2 separate regions of the Mus musculus genome follow, and region 2 is linked to region 1. Evidence: chromatin contacts called from public HiChIP or PLAC-seq data. All regions are on one chromosome and are shown on one strand. The core of a region is the stretch at or near the end of the contact, and the rest is flanking DNA. Distances in the headings are between cores, read along the strand shown.

What was found. HiChIP or PLAC-seq counts read pairs in DNA pulled down with a chosen protein or histone mark.
Region 2: a contact with region 1 is called in an H3K4me3 HiChIP or PLAC-seq map of bone marrow-derived macrophages, with 7 times the contacts expected there. The contact joins two enhancer-like sites.

Annotation. Positions count from the first base shown.
Region 1 is chr6:145,272,010-145,278,645 of GRCm38.p6, reverse strand. No RefSeq gene overlaps it. Among named protein-coding and RNA genes, the nearest start is that of Gm15706, 25 kb to the right of the region's middle. Within about 2 kb of position 2,280, at least 235 of the 459 cell types and tissues checked have an H3K27ac peak or open chromatin away from gene starts, as enhancers often do. A contact at or near this core is called in bone marrow-derived macrophages, where this site is marked.
Region 2 is chr6:145,774,407-145,781,307 of GRCm38.p6, reverse strand. The region is part of intron 1 of Rassf8 (Ras association (RalGDS/AF-6) domain family (N-terminal) member 8); the gene reads right to left. Among named protein-coding and RNA genes, the nearest start is that of Gm15704, 29 kb to the right of the region's middle. Within about 2 kb of position 1,742, at least 47 of the 459 cell types and tissues checked have an H3K27ac peak or open chromatin away from gene starts, as enhancers often do. A contact at or near this core is called in bone marrow-derived macrophages, where this site is marked.

The sequences.
Region 1 (6,636 bases), core at 1,031-3,530:
AGTGTAAGTGGCTGGTCACTGATGCAGGCTACTCCACTGATGCAGTTGACTGGTCACTGGTGGAATTGTCTGGTACAGTTCCCTGGTCCATGTGGCTGGTCACTGGTATGCATGGTTAGCCTGCTGGTCCTGATGGCAGGCAGACTGATGGAGTCCACAGATCTATGTTTTCATGACCCCAGCTTTATCTCTGGTGTGATTCTGTATACCTTCCCTGTGTCTGATTTCCTCGTCTACTAAAAAAGTAACTTAAATAAGTATAATACTTAAAATGATACAGAATTTCAGCAAGTCGTCGAATCTTGACTCCTCAAAGATTGGTTGCTGTAGTTTGAATAAGGAATTACATCACCCGTGGGCTCATAGATTTGCTTATTTGCTCCCAACAGGGAACCTTCCAAGTTTGAGAAGGTTGTGGAACTTTTAGAAGGTGAAGGGAGAGATCCCTGGGGACAGGCCTGAACTTTGTAACTGGGTCTCTCTTCTCATTCAAATTCTACTTTCTGAGTGTAGATGGAGCATAGCCAAGTGGCCTCCTGCTTCTGCCATTAAGGCTTCGCTCATGGATGTCTGCTGCTATGCCCCCCTCTCTGTGATAGGCTGTCTCCCTCCAGAAAGAGAAGGCAAAATAAACTCCTTCGGCCCTACTTGGCCCTTGTTAGTGCGACATCAGTGAGAATCACCAACACACGGGGAACAGAAAGAGATGTGTAGTCACGTCTGCGGTTTGATGTCTACTGAGCTGGGCTTTACATGATTTCATTGTTGGAAAGAATCTGAAAGGAAAACCTTATCAATCAGATAAAATTAGTGTTTTCAGACGCTCTTAAGAAAGAATACAGAGAAGGTTGGAGTGATTAATAATTACAAAATGGTAATACCTCATATTTGAAAAGCCATGAGTGCTTTTTAGGGAATTATAATTATAATCACAACTAAATTATATAGAGATAATATGTGTGGATAGCCTGTGAGGTAATGTCTCCTCCTTATCTTCTTCCTAATCCCTTGATTGTACAGCCAAAAAAAAAAAAAAAAAAAAAAAAGGCTCAAAACATTAGATTCTTACAACAAAATCAATGTCTGTAATAGATATGAATATCCTTATGACAAATCACTTATAAATGTTTCCCTGCCAAGCACTGTGCACACCCCACAGTCTGCGGCTTTATTTATGGGTGTGATGGAAGTTGCCCCTCTCAGTCAGTCTTGAAGGATTGATTAATGCATGACTGGGCATGCTTAACATTTGACAAGAGTTAACGCAAGCCTTCCTCCTGATATGCGGCCCGAGGCCTTTCTTTATACCCCACGTCAAACCTAGGACAGAGCTTCTGTCACTCACATTGTTTAAGGGAGGAAATGGCGAAATCGTATTGGCAGAATAAGCGCCTGGAGCTGGGGTTGGAGATTCTCTAATGAGAGTTTCAAAGTCTTTGTTACACTATGGAATCTTCCTCCAGCAAAGAAAAAGATATGCCTGTGCACATACGAAGTCCAGCCCAGAAAGCCTGGGCTCTGGGTGAGTAGCCGGTTTTGTGGTTTTGATCCTAGTCCTGTTTCTGCCTTCCCACTTCCTTGTAGCATCCCGAGGTGGGAAACTAAGGACGCATTTCTTGTTCGCTTCCTACTCTACTTTTTCTAAAGTCAGCAATCTTCCTTCAATGCATATACCAATACCACTCACTCTCCTAAGCAAAGACAATTCGGCCAAAGCGGCTCACTTTTGGCAGGGTTTACCAGCCAAGCTTTAGACTTTTCCATATTCGGTAGGTTCTGCAGTGATGAGGACCACTAACATACCTTAACACCAGGCTTTGTTTAGTTTCAAAATTGAATGATAAACACCGTGCAGTCTTTCAGGCTAAGTGTCTTTGGTTACAACAGTTTGTGGCTCTCCCGTGCAAAGCATCACAGTGGCTTGGTGAGATGCTCCCTAGAGGTGTGTTGCTACGTCCTTGCTGTTGTTGAGACTTGCTAATTAGTCAGGGAGGGCATGGGACCTGAAGTCTCCTGGCCTGGAATGTAGCACTCAACTTTCTTTTGTCTTGCAGAATTTGCGTAGGAAACATCCTGGGAGGGTCAACGCTGGGTAAATGCAGAAGTGGAGGGAAGGAAGACAGGAAACAGAAGCCATGAGTAAGCAAAGCCGCAAGACTGAGAGAAAGTGAGCGAAGTCAGTGGTAGTAATTAGAAAATAAGCAGGTGGAGAAAAGCAGACGCTAGAGCTGAGTCATGGGCGTGGCAAGGAGCCAAGGTCTCCCGTGACGTCACGGGAGGGGAGCTGAGTGCTGGTCAAGGGAGGGGAACGGAGGCGCCCTCGCTGGAGCTGTTCCTCACAGCTCGCCCGCCCGATGGCCAAGACAGGCTAGTGAGTTCTCCATTAGCCAGTCAACGGGCCCTTCAACTTTTACCTACTTTTTCTCACCATTCGCTTTTAAGCAAACCTGGAACAGATGATCAGGTGGTTATTTCTAATTCTTTGCACCTTCAAAGGATCAAATTAACACGATAATAGCAGAAGTCATCTGGGACAGACAAGGCACTCCACATGCTGTGTGTGGCCTTGGGGGTCCTACAAACCTCAAACCGCCAGACTGAAACTCAAATCCAAGGCCACATTGTTTTGAAGTTTCAGTTAGGTGACTTCTCTATCTAGCTTTAAAGTGCAGGGCAAGGGGAGTGGAGGTGGGGGAATTCCTTTGTTTGCTTGCTTGATTTTGCAAGAAAGTCTGCTCTTCCCCCCCCCCCCCATCCAGGTGAAGCCCCAAACTGCATAAATTTAGGTATGGAAATAAGACACCTGTTCTAAGAAATTGGAGGACTGACAGACCTCTTGGGATATGAGTTTCAGAATGTATTTTACATTGTTTTTCCAATATTTTGGACTGGGCAAAAACAAGTGAACTACTTTTTTTTTTTTTTTTGGTTTGTCCAGACAGGGTTTCTCTGTGTAGCCCTCGCTGTCCTGGAACTCACTCTGTAGACCAGGCTGGCCTCAAACTGAGAAATCCACCTGCCTCTGCCTCCCGAGTGCTGGGATTAAAGGCGTGTGCCACCACTGCCTGGTGAACTACTTTAATAATAGAAAATACTTCTTAGAGTTCAAATGGTCTCGGGGAATGCGATATCCTTATGTCTGACTCATTTTGCCTAAGTCTGTATTGTTTAATAAGAACTGATCATCGTAAAGAGGCTCACTAAGTGTTTGAACTCAGTTTCTGGTTAGTTTGTTTCTGGTTGTTTCTAGTGAAAGTGCCTTCTGACCTGAGGAAGCTCCCCAATTCCAGTTAAAAACAAAGAGATAGCAATTTGAATACTAATGAAAAAGAAACTATGTTCTTAACTTAGGTATAAAAGAAAAGGGGCCAAGGGGAAAGGGTATAAAAAGAAAAGAGTTGAGGAGAAAGGAGGGGGAGGGTAAAGTGTGGGGGCAGAAAGGAGGCCTTAAAGGACTGTAAGTTTGTGGATTCAATGGCATATGTTGTCAACAACCCACATTTCTCATAGTGAGCGTCAGCTCCTCACACTGTCACCATCAAACTACGCTTTGACTTGACTGCTGTGAGACTCCAGACTTTATAAGTCTCATCAAATTTTATTACAACAACTCCCAGTTTGTCTTACCTCTGCTCTGCTCTGTGGAGATCCATGGCTGCCTTATTCCTCATTGTCTACATGATCAGACCATCAGACCAATACCCAGCAAAGGTATTCCTACCTGTGGTCAGCCCCAGAGAATTTGCTAAAGCCTCATTAACAGTCATTGTTGGGCCTAAAGACACCGGTTCTGGAAACAGGCCCATAAACAGGGCCATCTGCATAGAGGACATGATGAGGCTGATTCGAAAATACCACCCTTTGGCATGGTTCTTGGTATACTGCTAAGATCCAAAAATGATTATCTTAAAAAATAATAATGGACAGTTCCCCATAATAATGACTCTAAGTAATTTTCAAAACTAGGAAGATTCTTTACAAATAAAAGTCAAAGAGGTGTGGGGTTTGGTTTTAGAAAAAAACAAAAAAACAAAAAACTATATGTGTCTGTGCTCATTTTTCAGCCCAGCATGAAGCATCACAGGAGACAGGGTCTTGAAAATCTTCTTTTACTCTGGTCTGATGGCTGACTCTTCTCACACGAGCGAGTCAGTTGATCTTACTCATTTCTAGGTGAATTCAGCCGGCTGGGGAGCAACCATGCCGGAGAATATGAAGCACGTGGTTCTAGTTCCTTCCAGCCTTCTAAGTGTGTCAGCTCTTTGAAATGGCTCCAATTTCACGGTGACATAGTCAGTAATTCCTAGAATAAGAACTTTCCTTTTCTAATTGGAACACAACTCTTAAGTAATCTGAGTCCTGGTGGGGTGTGGCCACTACCCAAGAGGCTGGGACAGATGACACAGAGGCTGCGAAGTCATAAAGGACTGGCCTGTCCATCCAGGAATGACAAGCAGTCTTTAAAGAAACCCAGTCACACAGCTGAGGGCAAGGCTGACATTTGTTGCGCAACAAGAATGAAGGTTTAAGAAAGTTACTCTGACAAACTCATAAAACGGCTCTGTAGATCTCATCTTGAAGATAAGGACATTGGAAGCTAAGCAGGCGAAGTCATGTGCTCAATGCCGAACACGTTCAAAGATTACTGAATGGAGTCATTTATCTAGCTGTTTTCTCTGCAGTGTGTGAGAATTGAACCCAGGGACCCATGCACAAGAATCAAGCAGTCTACCACCAAGCTACATCCTTGAGCCAGTTTCCACAGCTTTCATGTAAATGTAGAACTGAGCTAAAACATAACACTTGTTTGTAAAAAATCAAATTAAATCAGAGGCTAGGGAGAGACTCAGTGGAGACTAGAGAGATGGCTCAGAGGGGAAGAGTGAGGTTGAGTCCCCAGCGCCCACATAACAAGACAGATATATATAGCTGCGTGTATCTGTAACTCCAGAATTTCGGGGCAGAGACAAGTGGATCCTGGAGCGTGCTGCCTAGCCAGCCTAGCCAAAACGGGGAGGGAGGTTTGGGTTCAGTGAGAGACCATGTTCCAAAGCGATGGAGTAGACAACAGTGGAGGAAGACACCTGACTCTGGCCTCTGCATGTGTGCACGTGAGTACACAGACACGAAGACCCTTACACTCGGGTACAGAGATGACACACACACAAGGAATATGGAAGACAAACTCACTCTGTCTCCATCTCAGTACAAAGTACCTGTGCTTCGTGGCCTTAGCATTCTGAGGCTTGGAACCGGGAAGACTGGAACCATTGTGTAAATGTGATCGTCTGATTTTCTAGTACAGCGTGGCCTGCTTGTTCGTTGTCCCTCAGTTCAACCCAAGATAAGAGCATGCACAGTGGCCGTGTTGAATGAATGGCCAGAAGCCCCCCTTTTTCCTGGAGGTCTCTGGGGAATACAATGGGTAGATATCATCAGTTAGCTGATGAGATCTAATAACTTGCAGCTTTTTATAATCAATGTGACCAAATACCTCACAAGAGGCAATTATAGGAGGATAAGCTTCTTTGGTCTCAAATTGTGAGGGGACACAGTCCCCAGTGAAGGAGGCACGGCGGTGGGAGGGTGGGGCTGCTTGTTCACATCCGGGTGGATCAGAAAGCAGAGAGACGTGGATGCTGGGGCTCCTCTGGCTTTCTTCCTGGTATTGTCTTAGCCTGGGGATCTGCCCGTGGGTCACTGCTGCCCACATTCAGGCAAGTCGTCTCCTTTAACCCTCTGAGGAAACACCCATAGCCTCACAGACATCCCAGGTGCTCCTCATGAATGACCTGTGATTGTTAAGCCAGCCAGGTTGATGGTTGAAGTGACATCACCGATGGCCAGCTGTCGTCTTCATTCTAGTGTTCAATCAGCACGAGGCACAGAGACTAACAGTTCCAGGCCAGGGCTGGAATGTCACATGACTGAAGAACAAGGTGAGGAGCATTGATAATGAATCATCTCAACGCCTACACACCGGCCCTTTAACCTTCTCTGCCTGTACCAGCCATACTGCTAACATGCGCCACAAAAATTGCTCCTTCAAATGGATAAATACTTATTTGTACAAGACAATTCAGAAAGTCCTTACTGCACTTCTAGATTCAAGGGGGAGAGAGTCATAGGGGGACTGTGACGATTTAAAGGACAACCTGTGGGAGCCCAGACCATGGTAGGAAGACGTGATAGGTTGCTGGGCACTTCACTTGGTAGCTTTATCAAAGTGTGAACCAAAGCCAGGCTTAGATAGCCAAGGGCTAAGAGAGCTCTTCTCTTCCTCTCTGGGCTCTGCTCTAGTAGAGGCCACATCTGCTCCACTCACGGGCACACCTTAAGCTAACAGGATCTGCTCCAAGTGGGTGCTTAGTGAATAGCCATCACTTGAAAGAGCAAGCCAAGTATTCTTTAAGAATTTTATCTCTAATCACTCTAGGAATAAAAGGAAACATTGAAGAGAGAAAAGAGGGTCCCTGAACCTGTTCACTCTCCATCCCCTTTGCTCTTTATCTCTATTTCTAGAAGCCATGCATGGTTGTAAAAAGAAATTAAACTTAAGCATAAGCAGTTTTTCTGCCTTAGTGTGTATGCATGTGTGTCTGTGTGTGTACAGGCATCTGCGCCTGTGTGTATGCA
Region 2 (6,901 bases), core at 493-2,992, 500 kb before region 1:
GCCAGGACTTGAATCCAGACATCCTGGAGCCAGGCATTTAGCTAACGTGCTCTACTACTCAAGAAAAGAATTAATGTGGCACCAAATTATTTAAAGAGCAGTCACTCGGCGAGATGGCTCGGTGGCTGCTGCACAGGCCTGGCAGCCTGTGTTCAATCCCCAGGGTCTATGTAAAGTTGGAAGAAAAGAATCAACTTTAAAAAGTAGTCTTTTGACCCTAAAATACTAAGTAAATAAAAAGAAGGCATTCACTAAAGGCCTACCATGCACTGAGCCTATGACAGGCACTTTAAAGATCCTAACGGGAAGTTCATGTGTTGACCTATATAACAAATGCCAACAAATGGATAGTTTACTAATAACACAAATGTAGTAAGTTCTAAAGGCTGCCAGTGCAGAACAGGCCACTGGATGCACTCTATGGTGACAACCTGCCTCCTGTTGTGGATGCTGCCTTCCCGCTATGCTGTCACATGGCAAAACAGGCAAGGCAGCTCTCTGTGGTCCATGTCATAAGAGTGCTAATTCTACCCATGACTTCTAAAAACCTAATCACTTCCGGAAGACCCTGCCTCCTGAGACCGGGGATGGATGGGGAGGGAGAGGAGTGGCGCTTACTCAGGCTGTGCAGTCAGCCTAGATTACCTGATCAGTTAACAGTCTAGATTAAAGTCTGCGTCCTGGACTCCCGAGATCCGGGGATGGAAGGCAGATAAGAAGTGGGTGTGGCAGAACAATCTATTCTTATTGAGAGTACTGCACATCAGGGAGAGGAAAAGTCTTCTAGGAAGCAGATGACTACGTTTTCTGAACCAGCTAGAGCCAGTACTCACTCTTTTCAATGGTGATGTATTCCTGTGGACACTCGGGAATAGCTAAATTGGACTAAACCAAAGCTCATTAAGCAATATTTTTAACTTGATGCTGGCTAAAGTCCATATGGTGTTGTGTAATTGAATGTAGGGTTCATGAAAATTTTGACCATAATCAAAGTCTGTGGATGCACTATGATGACAAATTAGCTTCATGTCAAATGCATGAGGGTGAGTTGTTTCTGGAAGTGCTTGCTCATGTTGTGTCATATGACTTCACTGCAGCCAAAGTTCTAAACACACAACACACACACACACATACACACACACACACACACACACACACACACACACACACAGAGCAGTGCACATGCCTCAGATGCAAGGTAGTTATAGTAAGTGTTCTCACCATGCAGAAACACTTCTCACAGAAAACAATGGCTTAGCCATAGAAAACAAAGGCCTTTCATGCTTTCTGACCACCATTTATAACATGCTTATCCTGTGTGTTGTGTTTTAAGCAGCACAGACAGCACACCCATTTCATTTACATATACATTTTCCTTAGTCTTTAATAAATGGTAAAATTACATTTATTCAAGAATCATTTAAGAAAGAACTATAGTTTCTTTTCATTAAGGTTAATTTCTGCATCTATTTTACCTTCCTTTTTAGTCACAGTGCTGTAAACTTTCTCAGGTGGTAAGAAGTCAGTAGTGAAAGCTTTAAAAGCCCAACGTTAGCTAATGAGGGAATGTGGGTATTGGATTAAGCCTGAGCAAATTAAGCCACTCTTCAACTGGTAATACGAGAGGAGATCATTAGGAAATAGAACGTTACAAGCAGGAAGTGCAGAGCCCATTCCCAGGCACAGGGAACTGGACTCTTGAAGTGGCTCCTCCCCCAGACACCCAGGCAGGACCTGTGAGGCTTGCGAACACACTCCTCTCCTGCCCCGCCTGCCTCTGCCCTTCCCTTCCTTCCCACAGAGCTGACCCAGCACAGAGGAGGGAGCCTCAGCTGCTCTAAGAACCCGCTCATGGAGAAGAGGTGATTGGCTCTACCTTCCTTCCTAATTTCTCATGAATGTCTAATTTGACTTTTGGCTAAAGTTCGTGCCTTGATGGGTGTCTGACCCAATCTTCTCCATGAAATAACAAGCCTTAGAGAGTGAAAATCTTCTAGCTCGAGGCTCATTTCTACCAAGCTTTTGTTCCTGATACTCATTCAAAACAAGTTCTTGGAGTGCAGGGTGGAGTTGCGATGCTGGTGACATCTTTCCCTAACTTGAGGCCTTGGACTGCTGCAGTAGGAAAGAAGATGAGGAAGGACGGCTCCACAGGAGAACACTACACAGAATGGAGGAAGCAGAGGGGTCTGTGAAGAAAGATGGTAACCACTCCACAGACCTTCACTCACTCCTGACACATGAAGATAGTCGGTTTTAATCCAGAAGAAAAGTCTAGAAGGAATTCTCCAGTCCCATATCATGCAATGATTTCTTCAGCATTAAATCTGAGTCTCAAAATGCCCTCAAGCAAAAACAGTTGAGCTTCTGTGTAGATGCTAACAATGTGCCACAGTGAGAAAACACAGAAGAAGGCTGCTGTGCTAGAGGGCTCAGCCTCCCTAAGACTGGAGACAGTGCTATACAGAATTGTACTTCACTGGCTATAAAAATCCCACTATGCTCTGGAGAGGATGATTCAAATGTTCTTTGGGGTGAAACAGAATAGAAATAGCAATAATTAATTACTGCTCCATTTGTCTGAAGGTGGTAGTATTTAATGATCTACAATAATTTATCTTCTATGAAATCTCCTTTGTAACAAGAGAAATATTAAGTGGTTTGCAGTGTAGTGTTTAATGTAAAGTACCTATCTGCTATTTCAAAGAATAATTTAAGATAGCAAGACTCTTTTGAGAATGAGAATTGCTAAATGTTTAATTTTAAGATTAAAGAAATTATTAACATGAAAAAAATCTCATGCACATGCATATATACAATATTAGTAAACATAAAAAGATATAAATCTAGCATGTGCATCACCAATTATAATTTTTAAAAGTATAGGAAGCTTGTGTGCAAAACTAGTGTCTCTGAGTGACATGAAGTCTCATGATTAAATGCATGTAAACGCCATGCTTAAATCTTACAAAATAATACTTCACCCATTTAGACATCAACTTACCCAAAGAACAGGCAAGCACAGAGAAAGCACATCCAACAAGAGTGTGCAAGGGAAGCCGGCAGTGAAAACCCCGATTCCTGCCTTCCAGTGTCGAGAACTGGAGTGAACTGGGGGATCTGTCTCCTGTGCGACTGGTTCTTGGGACTGCTTGTCAGAGTTTCTGTCTGTCCACAGAACACACTATGGAGCTGTACAGACAAAGCCTAAGCAGTACAGAACATGCAGAACTGTCCGCAGACAGAGCTCACTACCAGTGCAGCACTGGAGGGGACTAAGGTGTCTCGTTTTCAGAACTACACTGTTTTATGTGGTCACCCTGCAGACAGGTACGGTGAAGGAGAGGAAGAAGGCCAGGCCTAATCCACCCCACCTCCTACTGCTCAGCAGCACCCCACAGTCCCTGCTTTCTGTGCATGCTTGTGAGTCACTAGGGTTGTGCAGAGAGTGACTGTGAGTCCTGGTTTACCTACAAAAGCAATGGCTTACACTTCTTCCTACCCACTGAGTGCTCGGTCAGATCCTTTAGGATAAGAGAATGGAAGTCTTCTAGCATAAAAATATGCACAGACTGTTTCTAGAACAAGAATGAGATTTGGGTCAAAAGGTTATAATATTTTAATAAAAATAACAATAGTTCTCAGTCATTGAATTGTTTATAAACCAAGTCATATATTGTACACGCATATATAATTTAATTTTCAATGAAACTGATGTTCTTATATCCAATATGTTGAGTGGGAAGACTCAGGTCTGCCAATAAAGGGCACTTCATTTGTTAACATGAAATGTGACTTCACTCAGACTAATAATTCCATATGACAGGACAATGTTTGAAATGACAGAATGGACACTTCTTGAGAAGAGAGGGAGAGGAGAGAAAGGGAGGGAGGAAGAGAGGGAGAGAGGGGGGAAGGAGGTGAAAGTCAGGAAACAATCAAGACTGCCCTTCCTCAAGGTGTGATTTTCTTCTAATTCTCAGATCTTTGATTGGTCTGATTTGTATGCATGTGTGAGTGTGTGTGTGTGAGTGTGTATCCGTGTGAGTGTGTGTGTATGTGTGTTTGAAGACCACACTGATGACTTCAAAGAAAAATAGGTGATACTAAAAATGGAGAATCCTGGACTTACAAGGTTTGGAGAATCAGTCCAAGTGTTGAAATGAGAGGTTTAAAATGTTTCCCTAACCTTCCCAAGGAGCAAGTACAACCCCCAGGGGCTCTGAAAGAGGCAGGGCAGTGTGACTGTGGGTACTACCCAGACACCCTGGAGCTGCCTGCTGCTATGTGTTCCACCCTGGTGTGCTAGTGCACACTGCACTCCTTCGACATGCTTTGAACTGCTATATTCATCCACACTGCGGTGTTTCCATAGGCTCAGAGCCCCTATATTCTATTTTAGACTTTCTAGACGCTTGGAACTATTATATCAGTTTATACTTTACACTTCCTATATACTTTAAACTACAGGTTTTTTTAAATGAGAAATTAAAAAAAAAATACAACTAACGTTTGCCTTTGAGGAGAAATGTACTTTTCCAGAATTTAGGAAAAATAAAGAGCAGGCAGTGGGCAGTGTGTTGGGAAAGATCCATCTGCAGTGACCAATTTTTGCCTTAGAGAATATAATTGAGCAAAACTAAACTAAAACCTCTTTCAAGTGCTATAAAGCCAAGTTTTAAACCTAAAAGTGAGTAAGCACTTGTGAGTAACTTCACCTCATGAAAGACAGCCAGGAGGCTCTTCCTCGTAGGAACTCCATCCAAGGCTGTGTCGGGATAACACAGTCTGACCTCTCCAGGCTCGTACACCCCACAGAGACCACAGCTAACTCTAGTCACAGAAGGAAGTTAAAGGTCTCTAATCCATTTACACAACTAGGTTCTGAAACATTCCTGAAAATCTCCTGCCTGGCAAGCTCAAGTGCATCCACTAACCAAAACACTAGTGGGGGAGGGGTGCAGTGAATAGCAAGTTAATATGGTTATGGGACTGAAACAGTTCTGACTGGCATGTAATCCATGAAGACTGTTCCATTCACATCGATGGCAACATGTGAACACTTAAACACCACTGGATGTCATGAGTACAGGGAAAGGGAAGAGTCTAAGACAAAGATTGGTAGGATCTGAAGGTACATCCTCTCCAAAATGCCTTCAACTCAATTTAATACACTAAAATTCAACTGCCATTTAAAGAGCATCAAGAGGTGGGCCTCTAAGAGAGAACTACCCTCATGCATGGATTCATGCCATTGTCTGTCTCAGAAGTGGGCTCCTCACACAGGGTCTCCCTTTCCTTTTTTGTCCTGGTGCCTCCTAGTTAGCATGTAACTACGCAGACAGAAGATGCTTATAGAAGCTTGGCCTAAGCCGGGCAGCAGCGGAGCATGCCTTTAATCCCAACACTTGGGAGGCAGAAGCAGGTGGATTTCTGAGTTCAAGGCCAGTCTGATCTACAAAGTGAGTTCCAGGATAGCCAGGGCTATACAGAGAAACCCTGTCTCGAAAAGAAAAACAAAACGAAGAAGCTTGACCTAGAACTGTGAACAGGTGAGTCTCTTTCATCAGAGAATGCCAAGTCTAAAGCATTGTGCTACAGCAACACAAGACCAAACACACCAAGGGTGCTGCTGGGGCACCTGGGTCCCTGCCCCTCCCCCTCAGAAGCAGGGCTCCATCACACATAGGCATGCATTGCAATATTAAGATGAAAAACTTCAACTCCATATTAGTCTAAGCTCAGGAGTTCAGTGTGTTTGGCCCCATAGAAACTCTGAGAATTTCATTTTCATAAACAGCTCACATCAATAAATTTATCTCCATGAAAAAACAGTTTTTCAAAAATCATATAATAAAATTTGAGAGGTCTGATCAACCTTACATGCTGTGTGTTTTTTTTTAAAGCAACTGAATGCATGTGTAGGGTACAGAGTGACATTTCAATACAGGGGCTTCTCAAAAACTGCTAAGTGGCACAGGATGGGTACACTCTATTTCTCAGCAATGGATCCTGTATATAATTTAAAAGAATTCTCCTAACCATAGATTCTTGGCTTTTAATTATGGTGCATTAATTGTACTAATTACTGGGTGTTCCTGTGACATTTCAATATATGCATATAATGTTCTTTGAGCATATTCATCCCCTTATGACCCTTTTTGTCCATCCTAAGGAAGGGTCCTCCTCATGTCTCTCCTCCCCTAAATCCCACAGGAGACAAAGATGTGATAGTCTTTGTGAGTTTTGTTACTTAACACGATGATTTTTAGTTCTTTATATTTTCCTGAAAATGACATCATTTCATTCTTGTTTATGGCAAAATAAAACCTCATCCTGCATGTGTGCACACATGTATATGTGTACATGCACATGTGTGTATATATGTCAGTATGTGCATGAATTTGCATACATGTATGTGTATTGTGTGCATGTGTGTCAGTGTATGTGTGTACATGTGTGCATGGATGTATGTCAGTGTGTGTGTAGATGTATGAGTGTATGTGTGCATATGTGTATCTGTGTGTGTGTGCCTATGTGCATGTATGTCAGTGTGTACGTGTGTCAGTGTATATGTGTGTCTGCATGCATGAGAGTGTGTGTGTGTGTGAATTTTTCTTCATCCATCCATGCATTCATCCCTCCACAGATGGGCACCAAGGCTGATCCCTCAACTCTGCTATTTGTGAACACTCAGGCCATGGATTCCTCCATTTTCCACATATTCTAAAGTAGGTGACCATGTACATGTGGGGTTCGAATACCTGCACACCCATAAGCTCTACCACCTCTTCCAAAGCATCTATGCTTTACTGAAAAGGATCTTGCTAGTGATCACCAGCTTGTAGAATGTAGTGCAGAAGAAAACCAGAAGAAAAAGTTTTGTTTTCTGAAATCCTAT